Linked DNA regions of Mus musculus: region 1 is linked to region 2. A link is a contact called in public HiChIP or PLAC-seq data. All regions are on one chromosome and are shown on one strand. Each heading gives the region's core, a stretch centred on a gene start, on an enhancer-like site or on the middle of the called end of the contact. The rest is flanking DNA. Distances are from core to core; before and after follow the strand shown.

Region 1 (2,710 bases), core at 155-2,654, 270 kb before region 2:
ACTATACTTTATGACACCAACAGACAGGGCTGCGTTCCCAGTCTCTCCTTTCTTCCTACACTTCACTACAGCAGAAGCCAGAGACAACCTTATATAGAGTACAGAGAAGCTAATGACTATAGGACCAGTGGGTAACAGAACATCTAGTCCAAGCAGAGGGAGGCTGGCAAATGAGAATGGCTGGAAGTTTGGTGCCTCTGACCTCTCTCCCCATGGCAACCCACCTCCATCTCTAGACTGGAAGCTGATGGTCACAAGCAGGAGTATTATGGATGTTCCTTCAACCTCCATTCCAACTGTCTTCCACCTCCAGGGAGCACTCTACATAGTCCATAGCACCTGAGTGCCTCTCCAGTGGAAAATTAGGATATCTGAAGTGCTATAGGCCAGCCATAATCCGACTCAGGGCAGATACAATAGGCTACCAAAACCCTAGCCAAGTTTCATAATGCAATTTTCCCTCAGATTGTGACATACTGACAAATATTTAATATACTACAAATTGTGGTGTTGGAACTTATGTTTAAATATAAATTCTATGACCATCTAATATACAGCTAAATACACAGCCTTACAGGAAACTGCATCAAACATATTTCGGGTGCCTGGGTGATAACTACATCCATTACATGAGGTCACTCACTACATGAGCTTCTGGTTTCACGTCAGCACTTAAAGCATTTCAAATTTTGGGATGAGATGTTCTTTAAGATGAAAGGGACACAGGCCATAACACAGCTCAAGAGCATTTAATGGCCCTTTGCTTGCATGCTACAAGTCTGCACTCAATCCTGTGTCTGCATTCACTTCCCAGAGGGAACTTGGGAAAATAAGCATTTAAAAGGGGAGGTGGGGGCTTCCAATAAATAATCTGGGTTCTGGACACAGAACACTAAATAGATATGAATAGAAAGCCAGCATGTTACACTTCTTACACATACAGTGTCTGCTCAGTCAACATTGTTCACCTAGGAGGTCCTGTTAGTGCCCCAATTACAAAAGTAGTATAAGCAGAGCATTACCTTCGTAAGTGTGATAGCTGTAGTAGGCAAAGTGATTCCTTCTCCCTGGGATTAAGAGACATGCCAGGACCCAGGTGAAGGCAGCATCAGCAGGACAGAGACCATGCAGAACAGGTGGAAGAGGGAAGGAGGAGAAGAGATGCAAAGGGTGAGCTTCAGTAAGATGCTTCAAAGGAAGAACTGGCACATTTTACCCACCAGCATTCAGAGCTGTGGGGAAAAGACTACAGTAGACCCAGTCAGTGTTTTAGAAACCAGTGCAGACTGTTAAGGAAAACAGCGGGGTAACAGGTGAGTCACCAAGCAGCAGGACAGCTTGTGTTAACAGTGAGTTAACCTTATAGGTTACCACCCCACTTGGCTGGCTCCCTCCGTTTAAAGGGCACATTCAAATCCAACACACAAGAGAATCAGTACCCTGGCTTCCATTCTTCTGTAATCCTGTAAACACACCTGCACCTCTGAAAATTCCTGCCAATACCTCCCAGTCTTCCACATTGAGGGCACACACTTAACTGACAATGTGCCTAATGCAAATATAGTCCTTATCCACCCATAACATATCAATATGCATGAATATTTCTCATAATGCAAAGTGACACAGCTCTGAGGCAACAAAGACCTTATTCTAGCACTCAGGCCCTACCAGCAAACCTACCACCCTTAGGACAAAAACAATGTTTCCTCATTTTGGATATGAAGGTAGCTCTCACAAGCAGCCCAGAGACTTAGAAGGGAGTGTGGATCTGGAGAGGCACTGAAATTAAACTGAGTTCATTACCTGCTATCAGAGACAGTCTTTCTTAGCTATCTTCATATCCATTGATCTGCTTACATAGGAGCTCGATAAATGTTGCCTGAAGGTAACCAAGTGCTAAGAAAGGTACTGGTGAATATGCAACTGTGTTGTTGCTAGCATTTGATGAAAAGTAGGACAGAACTGACCTTTATCCAGGGTCTGCCATCTTTGAAACACAAAACATTAAATGCATGCGGTTATCTGACAGACAAGTAAAAATTAAGCAAACCATGGAAGCAGTCATTAGATACGAGGGTTGGGCCAATCTATGCTGTTACCACTCTATGTCTGAAGCCCAGAATGGTGTCTGATGTAGCCTCTCTGCTGTCTACCAAAGTCTATTTTCTACTATACATTTAAAGATTACTGTCAACTGCTAACAACTAAGACTCTCAAACTACCACACATAAGTTCTCCAACCAATGCAACATTTTGATGGACAGACCCATCCTTGAAAAAGACCCTCAAAGTTTTCAGTTAAAACCCAATGGCATTTTCACCATTTCTCTTCCTTCCTTCAGGTAAACAGGCACCATGTCCTTACATCACAGAACATCTCTGACTAACAGTGAACTCCTAGTCAGAGAATTGAGGACAAAGTAGCACCAATAATTCTTCACAAACTGCCTAGCAATGAATACAGGTCCTCAAACATAATAAATATGAAACTACTACCCTAAGAACCACACGGCCTTGGCCATAAATTAGAGTGGCTTTCACACTTTACTATTCTATTCAGCATCGGTGTATCTCAGCTATCTCCTAAGACTGTTGAACCACAAAGAACATATCTAATCTCTAGTTAATTATAATAGCCAGCTGGGAAAAACCGAAGCAGCCTTAGAAATAAAAATGAACACTGAAACCTGAAGGAGAGAGTTGGAAAAAC
Region 2 (2,700 bases), core at 172-2,671:
AGCTTAGGCGCCTGGCCATGCTCTGGGAAACCCAGGCAGAATGTCTCCACCCTTGATACTAAGGCCACACCTAACTCACCTCACCAGCCCAGTGAGGGTTCACTGGCCACAGGACAGAAGTGGCTCTGACACGGGGACTCTGTAAGCTAGCAGCCCTCCAGTGAGGTTGCTCTCAGGAGACAGGCACACTCTCTACTCTGTTCTCCTCAGAAGATTAATCTGTAACCTGTGAAACTACCTCAGGAGAAGAGGAAGAAATATTTTATTAGAGAATTTTTAAAAAAGTATTCAAGCCTACAAGCAAGAGAAGGGCCACCTAGCTGTCTCCTCTGCTGCTGCGGTCAGTCTGCTCAGCAACCTGCTGGGAGTCTGCAGCTTATTACCCCTGTCCTCTTTGGCTCCCCAGTCCTACTGTTAGGACTGCCCTGCAGTTTACAAACAGCATGAGAGCTGGGCTGCAAAGAGCCTTGTTTTCTAAAGCCATTCTAGGATCGACGCTCACCAGCGGGGGAGGAGTTGAGTGAATTCTGAGTCCACCAAAATGAGCCACTGAGTAACAAGTCATTGCAAAGAGGGCGAGGCCACAGCCTATGGGCAAGACACCTTGCAGGGGAAGGACCTCTCATTGGCATTAGGAGTATGTGAGGTCCCTAAGACAGAGATTACCGACAGGTTTGATAGCTAAGCAGAGTTAAGCCTCAGAGGCAGAGTGATGAATCTCTGATAGCCTTCACTGTAGCTGCAGCTGCTGGGGGAAGGGAGGAGATGGCAGAAACAACCATAACAAAAGTCTTTTGCTAAACATTTTAACCAGTTAAGTATATGCAGAGACAGACCACGGACGAGATTAAGATCTTTTAGCAATTTGACGGGTGGGGGGTTTCTCTCCCCATGTAGGGTTTGACAGATCTTCCCTGACTGGTCCTATTTTCACCCTCTTTGTGTTTTCCCAGTCAGCCAATCAGGTGCAGCATCCTTACTGTGACCCTACATTTAATTCCAAGACTTCAGAGGAATTAGCGGGTTCTTGGCACTCTGGCATGTACACACACACACACCACACACACACACACACACACACACACACACAAATAACAAATAAATGCATCGAACATTTGAACAGTAACTTTCCTTAAGGGAAATGCACAGAAGATTTGAGTTAAAAACTCTGAGCTATCAGAAGAGGCTTGGTCACATGTTCACGTTGCATCTATAGTAAAACAAAACAATTTGAAAGTTTCTTTGAAATCATGGTGATAAGAAGCAAAGGGCCTAGCAATGTAAAAGAATGTGGAGAAATAGAAACCAAGCCAATTTGAAATACATGTTTCTGTCAGGGGGCGGGGTAGTGTGATTTTTGTTTTATTAATTTTTAATCTTTTGGGGAAGAAAGTCACTTTAATGTCCTGTTTTCCTTTCTAGGTTTATTTAAGGTTCTCTGCTGTCCACTGAGTTTGTGAAGCCCCCTGACTGTGAAGCCTAAGGAGAGGACCTGCCTGCCTGTATGTATTCAAGGCAACCTGGTCATAAAAGAAGCTGAAAAGAAAAGCAAGCAGCTTTGAATTGAGCTAAGAAGCAAGTGTCGATGGGGATAGGGAGTGGATATACTTCCCGGCCCACTTCCATGCATGCATGCCCTGGTTTGCTCTCTGTTGCTATGGTGAAACATGACCAAAAGCAACTTCGACAGGAAAGGGTTTATTTGGCTTACATATGCTGGATCACAGTCTATTTAGGCAACCTGGAGGCAGGAGCTGATGCAGAGGCCATGGAGGGATGCTGCTTACTGGCCTACTCCCCATGGCTTGCTCAGCCGCTGTCATATACTAACCAGGATCACCTGCCCAGGGGTAGTCTCACCCACAATGAGCTAGACTGTCTCAGATCAATCATCAATCAAGAAAATGCCCCACAGACTTGCCTACAGGCCAATCTGAGAAAGGTGTTTTCTCTCTTGAGGTTTCTCTTTCCACAGAATTCTCAAGTGTGTCAAGTTGACCCAAGACTAACCAAGACACTTGTGATTGCACAAACAGTACATAATTATTCTGTGTGTTTTATCTATGTGCCATTGATAAGAGAAGAATATCAAAGACGTTCTAAATGAAGTGACAGACTGGAAGGTGGTGGATAGTGAGTTTATCTTAAGCGATAGCTTTAGTCTAAGCCAAAATAGAAAAACAAAGAGCCATTCCACATTCCTGGAGCCAATAGTCTAAGAAGGACAAACCTTCTTTACCTCAGAGCTACTCTTGTCCCATGTTTCCACAGCCTCTGTCCTGTCACCAGCCAGCAAGAACAGACAGCACAGCACAGCACAGCACATTACAGACAGCAGAGACAGCACAGCACAGCACAGACAGCACAGACAGCACAGACAGCACAGCACAGCACAGCACAGCACAGCACAGACAGCACAGAGAGCATAGCACAGACAGCACAGCACAGCACAGCACAGACAGCACAGCACAGCACAGACAGCACAGCACAGCACAGACAGCACAGCACAGACAGCACAGCACAGACAGCATAGCACAGACAGCACAGCACAGCACAGACAGCACAGCACAGCACAGACAGCACAGCACAGCACAGACAGCACAGCACAGCACAGCACAGACAGCACAGCACAGACAGCACAGCACAGCACAGACAGCACAGCACAGCACAGACAGCACAGCACAGCACAGCACAGACAGC

Evidence for each region. HiChIP or PLAC-seq counts read pairs in DNA pulled down with a chosen protein or histone mark.
Region 1: a contact with region 2 is called in a FOXA1 HiChIP or PLAC-seq map of pancreatic cancer cells. The contact joins the enhancer-like site here to the promoter of 2700054A10Rik in region 2. A contact is called at or near these places in 2 of 39 promoter capture datasets (the SN4741 cell line and hippocampal neurons), 1 of 484 Hi-C or Micro-C datasets (cortical neurons), 2 of 115 datasets of contacts at active chromatin or transcription factors (bone marrow-derived dendritic cells and pancreatic cancer cells) and 1 of 9 other capture datasets (liver).

The regions. Positions count from the first base shown.
Region 1 is chr17:13,824,300-13,827,009 of GRCm38.p6, reverse strand. Afdn (afadin, adherens junction formation factor) reads right to left here. Exons shown (of 33, transcript NM_010806.1): 9 at 1,023-1,067. Among named protein-coding and RNA genes, the nearest start is that of Tcte2, 64 kb to the right of the region's middle. Within about 2 kb of position 1,404, at least 10 of the 459 cell types and tissues checked have an H3K27ac peak or open chromatin away from gene starts, as enhancers often do. A contact at or near this core is called in liver and pancreatic cancer cells, where this site is marked.
Region 2 is chr17:13,552,815-13,555,514 of GRCm38.p6, reverse strand. 2700054A10Rik (RIKEN cDNA 2700054A10 gene) reads left to right here and starts at 1,421. Exons shown (of 4, transcript NR_045437.1): 1 at 1,421-1,502.